2 separate regions of the Mus musculus genome follow, and region 2 is linked to region 1. The links are chromatin contacts, called in public Hi-C maps. All regions are on one chromosome and are shown on one strand. The core of a region is the stretch at or near the end of the contact, and the rest is flanking DNA. Distances in the headings are between cores, read along the strand shown.

Region 1 (7,104 bases), core at 3,746-6,245:
GCTCCACAGGTTCAAGGAGAGTTAAAAGCCATAACTAAGTTATTGGTGAAGTTTTGTATGGATAAACCCAGTCAATATTTTATCTTCTGTCCTAGCACCTATAATAGTTAGCTTCTTTTTTTAATGACCTTTGGTTAATGAATTTTACAGCCTCTTGAAATATACTCTAAGTTGCAGAATGCCTGCTTACTATCTCAGAAGCAATTAACTCGTGACACTAAAGACTGGCAGAGTTCTCATTGCAGTTTTGACTGTCAGAAAGGATTTAATAGGAGTGTTAGTAAAAGAGCTTAATAATTACCATAAATTTAGGAATTCTTGTAGGAGCATCATTAAGGGTTAAGAAACCATCTATTTGCCTATATAGCATCACTGCAAGGCAGTACTTCTTTGTAGATTTTCAGAGATCTGCTCAAAAGGGTGAGTTAATGCCTAGTGATTATTATATATGTTTAATAATAACATGAAAAGCTTATTAATAGCAGGAATCTTTCCTAAAATGAATTTCTCTTGGGTCTTGTCTATCAGAGCTATGTTGTAGCTATTAATCCAAGGCAGACCCATCTCAGGAAGATCACCTGCTAGTTATTAGCTTGTTGGTTCCTGACACTTAGGGGTAGACATAGGAACACCAGTCACTTCCTGCCCACTACAAAATCCCATCTCTCTCCCCTGCTGGAGGTGTCTGGCTTATATGATCTGCTGTCACCACCAGACATAGCTGGCTGAACTGGAGGTGGACATTTGGCACATCCAGCCAGGCAAACATTATTCCCCAGAATTTGGGAACAGATCCTAGTCTCTCAGCTCTGTGGAAACCACACAAGCATGGGGAACCTGGAGCTGGTGGATCAGGGACAACCATGTTACTGTCTCAACAAACAAGCAAAAAACAAAACAAAACAAAACAAAACAAAACCAGAAAAAACCCAACCCAAACCAAACCAAACCAGGCCAATAACAACAACACTCATCCAACCAACCAACCAATTCGAGCCTGTGGTAGATTGTACAGTTTAATATCTGCATCTCTACTGGCCTTCCTATCCTTTGCTGTTTCTGAGAGATTATGCTTTCCTGCCTTAAGGAAGTCATATGATTTGCCTTAGCCAATGGGATTCAAGCACTTAAGTCTATGCCCAGAGGGATTAGACTTAATTGCCCATTTAGCTTGGTCCAAGAGCTTCTGCCACCTACCACAAAAAGAGCATGTCCTGGGAATTTCTGGTTCAAAGAAGACAGACCCTTAGAAGGGACCAGAAGCTGGCCTGTACACAGGAACAAAGCGGCCCTATCTGACCTTCAGAACTACCAAGGAGAACAACAGATGGATGTAATTATGAGCCGTGGGAACATGGGGGCTGTGAGACACCGTAATCAGCCCTAACCGGACTCATGGTGAGTCCCTTTAGAGGTAGAACATTCTAGTAAGCCATTTATAATGATTAATGTTGATCGCCAATTAACAGAATCTAGAACATCTGGTGATGGGCCTCTGGGCATTTTGTGGGTGGATTATCTTGATTACACTGAGGTGGGAAGACATGCTCACTGTGGGCAGCACAGCTTCCTGGGTTGGGACCTTGGGATATAAAGATGGGGAAGGAAGCTCAAGCAGCGGCCATCCTCTCTGTCCTGACTGCGTGTGGGGTGAGCATGTGCTCTGAGTTCCTGCTGCTTTGACTTTCCTGCCATGATGGCCTGGGTCTTGAGTTGAGAGCCAAATGAACCCATTTCTCCTGTCAGTTTCTTTTTATCAGGGTATTTTATGACAGCAACAGGAAAAGGAACCAAGAAATTTCTCCATATGAACTTTATCCATTTACCCATCCATCCACACCAAATAAATGTGTGTGTGTGTGTGTGTGTATGAGAGAAATAGAGAGAGAGGAGGGAGAGACAGAGAGAGAGACACAGAAAGAGACACAGAGAGAGAGAGACATAGACACACACAGAGACACAGAGATGGACACAGAAACACACAGACAAAGAGAGGGGGGAGAAACAGAGAGCAATGCACACAGAAATAGAAAGAGACAGAGAGAAAGAGAATGTTGTATGGTTTCTGGAGAGACACAAACAGATACAACACCAATGGCAAACTAGAGAAGTGATTCTGCCTCAATCTAGCTTGGTGATCAGTTAGTTGATTAGGGTTATTTCCAGGAGTATGGATGAAGAGTTACTTACAAGAGCATGTGTGTCTCAAAGGTGGCTGCATGGCTGAAGAACCCACTGTAGCATAAGGGATAACTCTGGGAAGCTGCATCACCGGAGTTCCCTGCTCAAGTTGCAGGCAGCTCTCCCGGAGTCCACCTCCTCATCCCTCCCTCTGTTGCTTACCACGTGTATACACAATCTTACATTTTAGATAGCATGTACCTGAGTCTTGTAACTTTAGTAACTTTCCTAGCTGTGGAAGTTTAGTTTTAAGTCTTTTGAACCTCTCTCCCTCCATTCCTCCGTCTCTCCCCCTCCTTCCCTCTCTCCTTATCTCCCCCTCCTTCCCTTTAAGGGGAATGTTTCAATTCAGAGGAAATAGCTACACAGTAGTCAGAGAGACAGAGACACAGTTACACATAGAAGCAGAAAAACAGGAAAACAAACTAGAAAGAATGAAACCATTTTATACACTGTAAGTTAAATATTACAGACAACAGGAGGTGCACCTTTTTGTCTTTTCTTCTCTTCCTTCCTTTCTTCCTTTCTTTCTTTCTTTCTTTCTTTCTTTCTTTCTTTCTTTCTTTCTTTTTCTTTCTTCCTTTCCTTTCCTTTCCTTTCCTTTCCTTTCCTTTCCTTTCCTTTCCTTTCCTTTCCTTTCCTTTCCTTTCCTTTCCTTTCCTTTCCTTTCCTTTCCTTTCCTTTCCTTTCCTTTCCTTTCCTTTCCTTTCCTTTCCTTTCCTTTCCTTTCCTTTCCTTTCCTTTCCTTTCCTTTCCTTTCCTTTCCTTTCCTTTCCTTTCCTTTCCTTTCCTTTCCTTTCCTTTCCTTTCCTTTCCTTTCCTTTCCTTTCCTTTCCTTTCCTTTCCTTTCCTTTCCTTTCCTCCTCCTCCTCCTCCTCCTCCTCCTCCTCCTCCTCTCTCTCTCTCTTTCTCTCTCTCTCTCTCTCTCTCTTTTTCAACACAGGGTTTCTTGAAACCCTGATGGGACACACTCGCTCCATTTCTATGACCAGTGTGAAGCATGTAGCTGAATTCTTGGGCCTCTGTTGATGTGAATGCCTCCGAAGACATTAGCTGACCTCTGGCAGAATTTCCCAGTATCCCCTAAAATGCAAAATAAACCCTACGTTGGAATCCAATTTTCTCTATAATCAGTTTGATACTTGGTGTGTATTTGTGTTAACATTTTTTTTTGATTATTTAAACAACAAACACCCTCAAATCATTTAAAAATCTTACAGAGAACTTGATTATGTTGATGAAGGACAAACTGGACTTTCCACATTTGAGCAGCAGGTGGCGCTCCTGGCATTTGGAATCGCACTGACGCAGCGGCTGAGCTCGATGGTGGAGGATGCAGTTTGCTGCTGGTGCATTGCAGTGGGCAGGAGGTGGTGATGCATTTTATTAACTTCCTGTTTTGCTTGAGACAAGGTCTTGTTACATAGCCATGTTGGTGTCAAACTTGTAATTCTCCAGCCTCAGCCACCTCAGTATTGGAGTAATTGGTGTGTACCCCACTGGAGTATTGGGTCATCCACACTCATTCCAGGCAGGAGGCCGGGCTACTGTTGAGCCTTTGGACTATGTTCTGTATTTGTTCTTTTAAGAGTGAAAAGTAGTTCTCAGTCTCTATTTTATACGAACCCGGGATCATTCTGTTTCCAGGGATAGGTAGCTGCTGAGACTGCCCCATTGTCCACCCTTAGGGCACCTCAGGATCTGGTGAGGCCAGGTGCCCTGGCATTTGGGTTCCTGGGTCCCTAGCTCTTTTTGCCCTGTTACTACCTAAGGTCTTAGGACCTCCACATGTCTCACTGCCTGATGCCTGAGAGCCTTAGAGATGCTCCTGAGAGCAGTGACTCTGCCTGGCACTGTCGCTCAGCAGCCCCTCCCCCAGCTCTGGGACATCAGTATCTCCTCATTGCTAAGGCAGGAAAAGGACAAACTTTGACCCCCAAGTTGGTTCTTCATCTTTTTTTTTGCCAAACATCCTAAAGGCCAAGGAACCCAAAGAGCTCCTATAGGAACCCAAGGAGACAAAGGCAACCGGGAGCAGAGAAAGCTAGAGGCTTACAACGAGCCTCCCAGCTGTGGGTCTGCAGAGCCTACTGACCTGCTTTGCCTGCTCTGAAGTGGGCAAAGTAGACTACACTAAAGCAGACTCCAGAGCACTTTCCAGAACAGTGTGCCTGTCTTGTCTGCCAGGATTACCCTGGTTAGGATTGTACATTATCATGGCTATTGTGAACACCGCTAGCTGGAGATACTAGTGCCCTATCCTTAACTAAGTAAAGAATCTCTGTGGACATCCTAATAAGAATCTGAAGTGTGTGTGTGTGTTTGTGTGTGCCTCTGTGTGTGTGTGTGTGTGTGTGTGTGTGTGTGTGTGTGTACAGGTGAGTGTGGAGCCAGAGGATAGCCTCAGGTCCTGTCTACTTTGTCATTTGAGACAAGGCCTCTCAATTGACCCGGGGTCCCATAGGCTGGCCAGCTAATGGGCCCCAGGATCCACCTGCTCTTACCTCTTCAGTGATGAGATACAAGTACACACCACCACGTGCAGCTCCTTAGAAGGGGTTCTTGGCTTGAGTTCAGATCTGAATGCTTGCATGGTGAGCATTTTATTGCCCCGGAGTTCAGACTTAATCTACCTTAGCCAAGAAGCTGAGTAAATTACTTTATTTGAAGTTAAACTAGGGTTTTTTGAGTTTTCCCTTACTACCAGGGCCGGTGACATCTTGACAAATGAGCAAGGGTGAACAGGTAAGTGTTCCTGATAGACTTCAGGCTGGGCAGCCTGGCAGCTCACTAAATAGCCACCAGGTGGCGCTGCATACAGCACTGCAGGCCACCTTTCCCGTGTGAGTCGCTGAGCCGTGGCTGGCCTTGGAAGTAGCATTGCTTGGATCAGGAAGGGTAGAGTTTTGCTTGTGCACAACAATGCCTTGCTGCTCATGCTCCTGACCTTGTACCCTAGGGACTGTAGCTATTATTGGTTTCTGATGAATGCTTTTCTGACAATCTGGCTTAGCATCTTTCTCATTTTCTGCCTTGCTGGGTTTAATGTCTCAAATCGGGATATTTCTGTCTGACAGATAAGGGCTGTATCATCAGAACAAGATGTTCTTGCTTGTGGTGATAAAAAGCCTCTACAGCGCTCGGCCCTGGCATAGCCTGATTCCATCCCAGGGCAGGGTGAAAGCCAGGGTGGCTGGACCAGGGGCCAGGGTGGGCAGTGCTGGAGTCAGAGGTGAAGAGGACTTCAGAGGAGGGGCTGTCACGAGAAAAGGCTTACAGTTGGAAGGATGATTAAGGTTGGAGAGGGGCTGCAGAAGGAGCTTAGGAACAGAAGTTCACAGAAAAGTACAAGCATGCTATTTGCATTTTAAAAATGTCTGCTTTGCCATAGACACTGAGCAAGCCAGAGAGACGTGTTCTCAAAGTTAAGATGGATCTGTCAAATTGCTTCTTGGAAACACATTTTCTGGGTTCAGTAGGGCACAAGTTTGGGTTGCATTTGCTATTGGGGATTCTTTGGCAGGGTGGTAGGCGGGTGATGTGGAGTCAGCTGTAAGCTACGGCCACACCCGAGGGCTGCCACACCTGAGGGCTTTGAGTCCTTTGGGTTTATTTGTGCTTATTCTCTGAGAGAGGGAGGGAAAGGAGAGAGGGCGTGAGATAGAAATTGAGATAGATAAATAGAAAAAGAAGGTTGGGCTTGGACATCAACCCGAGAGCATCAGTCTTTCTCTCCTTCTTTCCTCTTGTACTTTTTTCTTTTCTCTTCCATCTCTTCTCTCTCCCTTCTTCCCTCCCCACTGCTCGCTCTTTCTCTCACCCACAGCCCCAATTCTTGGGTCGGGAAAAGATTAGATCAGGCTAACTTAGAACTGGCCAGCATGAAGGAAGAGATAAGATCTTGAGATTGAACTGCTCATATTGTACATTTTTTTCCCCTAATAGCAGCTGCTGACAGACAAGAGACCCGTGTACCGCTGCAACCTTTAAAAATAGCTAAGGGTCAGCCAACATTTTAAGATTAGAAAACTAAAATGAGCTAGACATATCCAAAACATCGATTCTATTGATCACAACCCTAGAGCTGTGTTTCCACATGCTGAAAAATTGTTAGCGAATCATTGTATGATGAAAATATGTTTTTATTCCTGCATATGGCAGTACCTTAGAAATGTTGAGATTTTGTGTTGGAGAGATGGCTCCAAGATCACGGACTGCTCTTCTAGAAGGCCCAGGTTCAATTCTCAGTACCGGCATGATGGCTCACAACCATGTGTAACTTCCATTCCAGGGGATCTGACACCATCTTCTGGCCTCCTCACACACTGGACATATACAATGCATAGACATATAGATAGGCCAAGCACACAGACACATTCAATAAATATACAAATTAAAAAAATCTAAACATTTAGATTTGGAGGTTGTGTTTATGTGTGGTCTAAGGTGTCATAGTTTGAGAGCTTGAAATATTTACTTTCTAAAGAATTTTTTTCACATTTAAAATTGTATTGCTTTATTGTGTATGTGTAATGTACATGTATAGACACGTGTATGCCACAACACATATAAAAGCCAGGGAACAACTTTTTGTGAGCCAGTTTTGTCCTTTTCTCATGGGACCTGATTAAGGAAGACCTTCCCTGACATTGACCTCTGACCTCCACACACAGATGTGCACATCTGCCCTCACGTGTGCAGGAGCATGTACATACAGACAGATTTATTGAGCTCATGCATTGACAGGACATGTAGATACATGGATTAATCTCTGAATGTGTTATGGCCAGCGATTAGCTGATCAAAGTGGGGCATGGCTGGGTGGTCCAGCCTTGGCTGCAGTGACTGAGGAAACTCTCACTGAGACCAAGGCTCTCTTGGGTAGGATCTGCATCCTCCACGGGCCAGCAGTCTCTGCTGGGA
Region 2 (7,466 bases), core at 2,744-5,243, 560 kb after region 1:
ATATTCTATATCTGTGACTATGCTATGGTTTTTATTTTCAGTTACTGTAACTTTTTCTTTTTCTGTCAATTCCATCATAACTAAGGAGTCTTAGTAATCTTTTCATTTAGCCTCAGTTTATTTTAAGACACAGGAAAGGTTTGGTGTTTCTGTTTACATATTGTAGAGTTATTGTGTCCAAGTAGCTCTCTACCCAGACACGTGTCTCTCGGTCTCTCCGGTAATGACATGTATTTATGTGACCGGCATTCAGCAGAGAGTCTGTTAGAGAACATGGTGATTGGTATGAGGAAGGAGGAAACTCCCTTTACTGTGTGTGAGAGGGAGCTGATGGAGGAGGACCTCAGGTAAGGGATGGCTGGTTAGCAGTAAGTGTGTTACAAAGCACCTGCAGGAGGTATCTTTCATGGGAGGATTAAAGAGTTGAGCCATCATAGTAGCTCATGAGGATGGGCTAGCGAGAAGATATCACCATCATTACACCAACAGAGGCTGGCAAATAGCAGGAGCAGTAGAGAGCTAGGTGTATCAGTGAGTGACCTTGAGGATGGTGGTTCTCTAGAATGATGGTGCCCAGTGAAAGTCCCCAGCTACCAGAGTTAAAGGCTGCAGGCACTACTGTGACAAGTATAAGGGGAATGGCCAGAACACTGTCTGGTGGGAGATTTGAGAATGGTTATAAGGACGTGGAGGAAACTGAATAGATCAACTGGTTCCATTAGAAATAGCAAGAGTGGAGATGTCCTTTACAGGTTCCAATTTCACATTGCTTGGGTCACCCTAATAGATTCCTGAGAGTTTCCATTGTCCTAGATTTCTAGCTCTTCCCAGAGATGTCACATCACCTACTCCAGTTCTCTCTCCTAGTATCTCCCGATCTCCTGCATTAGATCCCTCTTGCCCCCCTAACCACCCATATCCCCACTCTAATGTCTATTTTATTTCCCCTACTCAGTGAGATTCAAGCATCCTTCCTTGGGCCCTCCTTGTTACTTAGCTTCCTTGGGTCTGTGGATTGGATCCTTTATTTTATGACTAATATACATCTATAAGTAAGTACATACTAGTTTGTCTTTCTGGATCTGGGTTACCTCACTCAGGATGATCTTTTCTAGTTCCATTCATTTGCCTGCATGTTTCATGATGTCATTGTTTTTTAATAGCTGAGTAATGTCCCACTGTGTAAATGTACCTCATTTTCTTAATCCATTTCTCAGTTGAGGAACAATTATTAATAAAGCTGCTATGAACATAGCTGAGCAAGTGTCCTTGTGGGATGGTGGGGCATCTTTTGGGTATATGACTAAGGCTGTTGAACATTTCTTTAAGTGCCTCTCAGCCATTAGCGATTCCTCTGTTAAGAACTCTCTGTTTAGATGTGTATTCCATTTTTAATTAGGTTATTTGGTTCGTTGCTGTCTGGTTTCTTGCGTTCTTTATATATCTTGGATGTGAGCCCTTGGTTGGATAAGAGTCGGTGAAGATCTTTTCCCATTGTGTAGGCTAATGTTTTATACTTTTTTAAAAATCTTTTTTATTATTACGTATTTTCCTAAATTACATTTAGAATGCTATCCCAAAAGTCCCCCATACCCTTCCCCCCCCACTTCCCTACCCACCCATTCCCATTTTTTGGCCGTGGCACTCCCCTATACTGGGGCATATAAAGTTTGCATGTCCAATGGGCCTCTCTTTCCAGTGATGGCCGACTAGGCCATCTTTTGATACATATGCAGCTAGAGTCAAGAGCTCCGGGGTACTGGTTAGTTCATAATGTTGTTCCACCTATAGGGTTGCAGATCCCTTTAGCTCCTTGGATACTTTCTCTAGCTCCTCCATTGGGGGCCCTGTGCTCCATCCAATAGCTGACTGTGAGCATCTACTTATGTGTTTGCTAGGCCCTGGCCTAGTCTCACAAGAGACAGCTATATCAGGGTCCTTTCAGCAAAATCTTGCTAGTGTATGCAATGGTGTCATCGTTTGGAGGCTAATTATGGGATGGATCTCTGAATATGGCAGTCTCTAGATGGTCCATCCTTTTGTCTCAGCTCCAAACTTTGTCTCTGTAACTCCTTCCATGGGTGATTGTTTCCAGTTCTAAGAAGGGACAAAGTGTCCACACTCTGGAAATCAGTCTGTCAGTTCCTCAGAAAATTGGACATAGTACTACCAGAGGATCCCGCAATACCTCTTCTGGGCATATATCCAGAAGATGTCCCAACTGGTGAGAAGGACACATGCTCCACTATGTTCATAGCAGCCTTATTTATAATAGCCAGAAACTGGAAAGAACCCAGATGCCCCTCAACAGAGGAATGGATACAAAAAAATGTGGTACATTTACACAATGGAGTACTACTCAGCTATTAAAAAGAATGAATTTATGAAATTCCTAGGCAAATGGATGGACCTGGAGGGCATCATCCTGAGTGAGGTAACACAATCACAAAAGAACTCAAATGATATGTACTCACTGATAAGTGGATATTAGCCCAGAAACTTAGTATACCCGAGATATAAGGTACAATTTGCAAAACACATGAAACTGTTTTATACTTTTGATAGTGTCCTTTACCTTACAGAAGCTTTCCAGTTTCATGAAGTCCCTAAGACTTCCAATGGAGGGATTGGGACACAAACTGAGCCAAAACCTTCAACTCACCATTTTTTCTGCCTACAAGAGGTGCAGAGGTAAAGATGGAACAGAAATTGAGGGAAAACTAGCCAATGACTGGCCCATCTTGAGACTCATGCCTTGAGAGAGAGCCCACCCACTACACAATTAATGATATCCTGCTATGCTTGCAGACAGGTGGCCTGCATAACTGTCATCTGAGAGGCTTCACCCAGTAACTGATGGAAACATGCATAGACCCACAGCCAAACATTAGGCAGAACTTGGGAAATCCTGTGGAAAAGGATGGGAAGGATTGAAGGAGTCAGAGAGGTCAAGGACAGCACAAGAAAACCTAGGGATCATAGGGGTCCACAGAGACTGAAGTGTCAAACACAGAGACTGAACTGCCAATCAGAGAGCTTGCATGGACAAGGACAGACCTGGGTCCTCTGCACATATGTAACAGTTATGCAGCTTGGTCTTCATGTGGGACTCCTAACAGCAGGAGCAGGGACTGTCTCTGGTTCTGTTTGCTGAATTTTGGATCCTTTTCCTCTAACTGATCAGCCTTGTGTAGCCACCATCGGAAAAGATGTACCTAAGCCTACTGCAATTTGTTATGGCAAGAGGGATTGACATCCATGGGAGAGTTCCCCTTTTCTGAGGAGAAAGAGAGGACTGGAGGACTGGGATAGAGGGGAAATGAGGAGAAAGAGAGGACTGGAGGACTGCGATAGAGGGGAAATGAGGAGAAAGGGAGGGGGGAGAGGAAGCTTAGATAGGGATGTAAAATAAATAGAATTTTAAATAATTGATTATTGTTGTTTCTTAAAATAAATAATTAATTAAAAGTAGAAAAGAAACAGCATGAGTGGAACGGTAGAAGCTGAAGACACTCACTCCACCCGAAAGCTAAACCCCAGTGCTTAGTTCTCAGCCACGAGGCAGATCTGTAAAACTCTAGTACATCTGCGTAGTGTTTATAAAAAACACACCTGACTGGCGACAACACTCATTTTACTGTGTACTTCCTGTCAAGGGCACGTTGCATATTGATTGAATTTTGGCCACGCGAGGAGAGATCCTGTTTTTTCTCCACGTTGCCCGTGCCTGTAATGAGCAGAGCGTCCTGCCCACGACATGTCTCTGCACTGTGTCCATGGAGAGTCAGTCAGCTTCTGTGGCTAAGATGGTTTTTAACTCCTGTTTATTCTCTGTTTCCTTATTTGAAACGGGGACACCTTGACGTCATCATTAACCACGTTACATTTCCTTATCTCACAAATTAATTTTGTCATGGTCTCCAGGGGTGCTTTCTGTGTTCCAGAATGCAGTTTCTCTGTTTTCTGTTCCTTCCCACACACTATATGGGCTGGATAATCAGCTGTGGTTTAATGCTTGCCTTGGGACTGGTGTCCTTCATCCTCTGACTCTGAGTTGAAATAGCTCTGTGATTCCTTACTTCTGATAATTCTTCGTAGATAACCAACCACTCACAAAGAACTACAAGATAGAGTTCATTTTCTTCCCAAGGAAACTGTCGTTCTCTCTGCTATGCCTAAGCTCCATGTGGTTCATCATAGTTTCTCCTTTCACTTCGGCTGCTGGGAAGCCCAGTGCTAGCATGTGCTCTTAGTAAATACTGTAGCATTCCTCAGCAAGAAAATTTTAATTTAGTTTAGTATTCACTCTATGATTACTTTTAATGTTTACCTCCTTTAAGACTTGTTTATTTTTATTAAATGTGTGTGAAGCAGGAACTGAAGTAGACAGTTTGTGAAGGGGTGTAGCTTACTGGCTTGCTCCTCATGGCTTGCTTAACCTGCTTTCTTAGACCACCCAGGGCTACTTGTTTATGGTGACATCACCCACAGGAAGCTGGGTCCTCCCGTATCAATCTTTAATCAAGAAAATGTCCAATAGACTTGCTGACAGATCCATCTGATGGAGAAAATTTCTCAATTGGTGTTCTCTTTGCCCAAATGATTAGAGAACGTGTCCAGGTGCCAAAATAATAAAAATGGGAAAATGGAAAGATAAACCAAAGAGTGAAAGCTAACCAGCACATTACATGTGAGGATCTAGAATATTTAGGACTTCTGCCAGCAGGGAAAGGATCTGTCACATAGGGACGCGAAGGACTAGCTATGGCTTACACCCCTTTTGCTATTAACACAGAATGATTGATAGGGACTAAAATAAATGTATCAGTTACTTCTGCAAGAACGTTTAAATGAGATTGCACATAGACACAGTAGCCAATCAAAGTAGATTTCATATAAGACAGCATGGATGCTCCTAGTATTACCTATTTGCATTCCCATGTATGCAGGCACACCAAAATATCCTACAATACTATCCCGACACAGCTTTGCTGCAAATGCAGGCACCATAATCCCTTGCCTTTCCCTGGGATCATCTTAGAGCTTTGGATTTTGCATTGAAAAGACTTGACGGCAGGCATCCTGAGTCTTCCTGAGCCCGGCAGGGCCCTCCCTGATGTGGATGTGACCAATCCCTGTGATTATTACATCTGGGAAGGAAAGGTGTTGCCTAACTGAGTCAGGTAAATCTCCAGGGCAGATAATATCCAGGCAGCCAAGGCAATCAATCATGAAATGATCTTCGGGCAGGCTCAGCTGTGGGGTTCTCAGCTGTGCTCACTTAAACAACTGCTTTAAAAGCATCTCACTGCCTCTCCCCTAGGAAATTATTTCATTGTATAATTGCCCTTGCTTCGAGTGAAATTTTCTTAATGTCCAATTTGAATGGCCTATTTTTCCAGTCTCAGGCCATTGCTCTCTATTACATTACTATTAAGCACCTTTAGTAATTCCCTTTCCTTTCAGAGGGGGGTGAAATTGGCTCCCACATCTCATTTGAAAATGTGGCCTCGTGCTTCTTGATTCAAAAATGGACAACCTGTGACGGGGACAGGGGATCATGATGCTTGTGAGAAAGATGGGTGATTTTCTTGCTGAGTTTTCACCAGCTTTTGAAAGCAGTGTGTGGCCCTGTTGCACACGGCATTTCTGACCGTGCTAAAACACTAGGGCGTGCACACAGTGTCATGGAGGAGCCTGAGCCTGCAGTAGGTGACATTCATATCCTTCCATGGGAAGAGAGGGAATATTGCTTCAGAAACAGACCTGCCTATCACTTTGCTTTCCCAGGTTATAGGATGACCAACTTCAGTGGGCAGCCAAGAAGCTGAGGTGTGTGTGTGGGGGGGGGGGGGGGTCTTTACGGAACAACATGCAATCTAAGCTTAAGGACTTCAAAGTCTTTATGGTAAAATTCCTCTGGGTCACAGATTGAGCTGTTGCTGTTTGCCCTTCACACACATGTAGATCTGTCATGTTGGGACATGTTATGGTATGTTAGAAGTAAAAACATCATTCTGAACTTAATAACAAGCTGCCTTCTCCATTTGTTTATTTGTTTGATTATTTGTTTGTTCGTTTTTGATTGTTTAGTGTATCTGTGTGTAGTATATTACAGTTGTGTATAGTGAATGTGTGTGTTCCTGTAAACATGAGTCCATGTACGTGTGTGTGTGTGTGTGTGTGGTGTACATACATGTGTGTAGTGCATATATAGGTGCATTTGCCTGTGCAGGTCATGTGTAAGCCAGAGGTTAACACTGGTATTTCCCTCAGTTGCTTCTTTGTCTTTCATTTTCTGACAGGGGTTCTCACTGAACCTGTAGTCCACCATTTAGGATAGACCGACCTGCCAGCAACCCCCAGCATCCTCTTGACTCTGCCTCATAGCACTGGGGTTAGAGGCATGCACATTCAGCTATGCTTGATGTGCTATGCTCTGTCTTCATAGGTGTCTGGATGAAAACTCAGGTCTTCGCACTCCTGCAGCAAATGTCTTACCTGCTGAGCATCTCCTCTGCACCTGGCTATGTTATTGCTAATGTTAGGACCTTTGTGAATCTGGTCTCATTTTCTCCCTCCCCATGTTCTCCATGTCCTCAGTATCTAAAGGCCATCCCATCCTGACATACACCCCCAGATACTGAAAGAATGAGACTTTGAGATTAAATGCAAAAAAAAAAATAGCATTTCTTAGTTGGAGGTGCAGCTCAGGGTGCAGGGCTTGTCTTGGGTTTGTGCTGCCTGACAGTATATAAACAAATCAATCAGTTTATTAAGTGAATAAGGGAATGAATGAACAAATTAACATTTTATTCCGTTAATTAACAAAGAAATAAAGTATGGTTCTTCCTCCAGCCCAAGTAGCCTAGGCCAGTGCATAATGTGTCTATGCACACTTTGAATACCCAATGAGTCCCAGTTTGTTCCTAGATTGTGTGGCTGATACGTATAACATCCCTTCCTGATTGACATCTCCTGAAAAGTAAAATTCAATATAACCTAACAAAGACAAATCAAATAGCAAATGTAAACATCATGGCATTCTCTGAGACTTCATCCTCAGGGCTACTGACATACCACTATCTTCGTATCTCCATAGGAAACCAGCAGCTGCCATGCCTCACAGGATAGGGAAGAGCAAAGGACATAGGCTCCTAGAGTCACCGTTTTATAGAAAGCATTACAGAAATTATTTGAGATTGCAGACCCTGCTGGAAGTAGACAGAGATTTAAGTTTGAGGTAGACATTAATAATAAGAACTATTGGAAAATAGTTGTTTTGTTGTTTTTCTTTCTTTTTTTTTTTTTGACATTGTCAAACCTCTAGCAAAACAGCCCCTCCCAGTTGAGAGGTATGCAGGTCCGCCCCACCCCCCCCAAAGTAAAAAGGTTAAAAAATGTGGGATGAAGCTAACTACCCTGATCTTATCTGGAAGGTGTGATTTTCATAGGATTATGGAGAC

What was found. Hi-C and Micro-C count contacts between places; a contact is called where the count stands out from the background.
Region 2: a contact with region 1 is called in a Hi-C map of the N1E-115 cell line, with 4 times the contacts expected there. The contact joins two enhancer-like sites. A contact is called at or near these places in 5 of 484 Hi-C or Micro-C datasets (the N1E-115 cell line, cerebral cortex and cortical neurons) and 1 of 115 datasets of contacts at active chromatin or transcription factors (astrocytes).

Annotation. Positions count from the first base shown.
Region 1 is chr9:111,492,271-111,499,374 of GRCm38.p6, forward strand. No RefSeq gene overlaps it. Among named protein-coding and RNA genes, the nearest start is that of Dclk3, 57 kb to the left of the region's middle. Within about 2 kb of position 4,996, at least 11 of the 459 cell types and tissues checked have an H3K27ac peak or open chromatin away from gene starts, as enhancers often do. A contact at or near this core is called in the N1E-115 cell line, where this site is marked.
Region 2 is chr9:112,049,753-112,057,218 of GRCm38.p6, forward strand. No RefSeq gene overlaps it. Among named protein-coding and RNA genes, the nearest start is that of Gm51694, 34 kb to the right of the region's middle. Within about 2 kb of position 3,994, at least 5 of the 459 cell types and tissues checked have an H3K27ac peak or open chromatin away from gene starts, as enhancers often do. A contact at or near this core is called in the N1E-115 cell line, where this site is marked.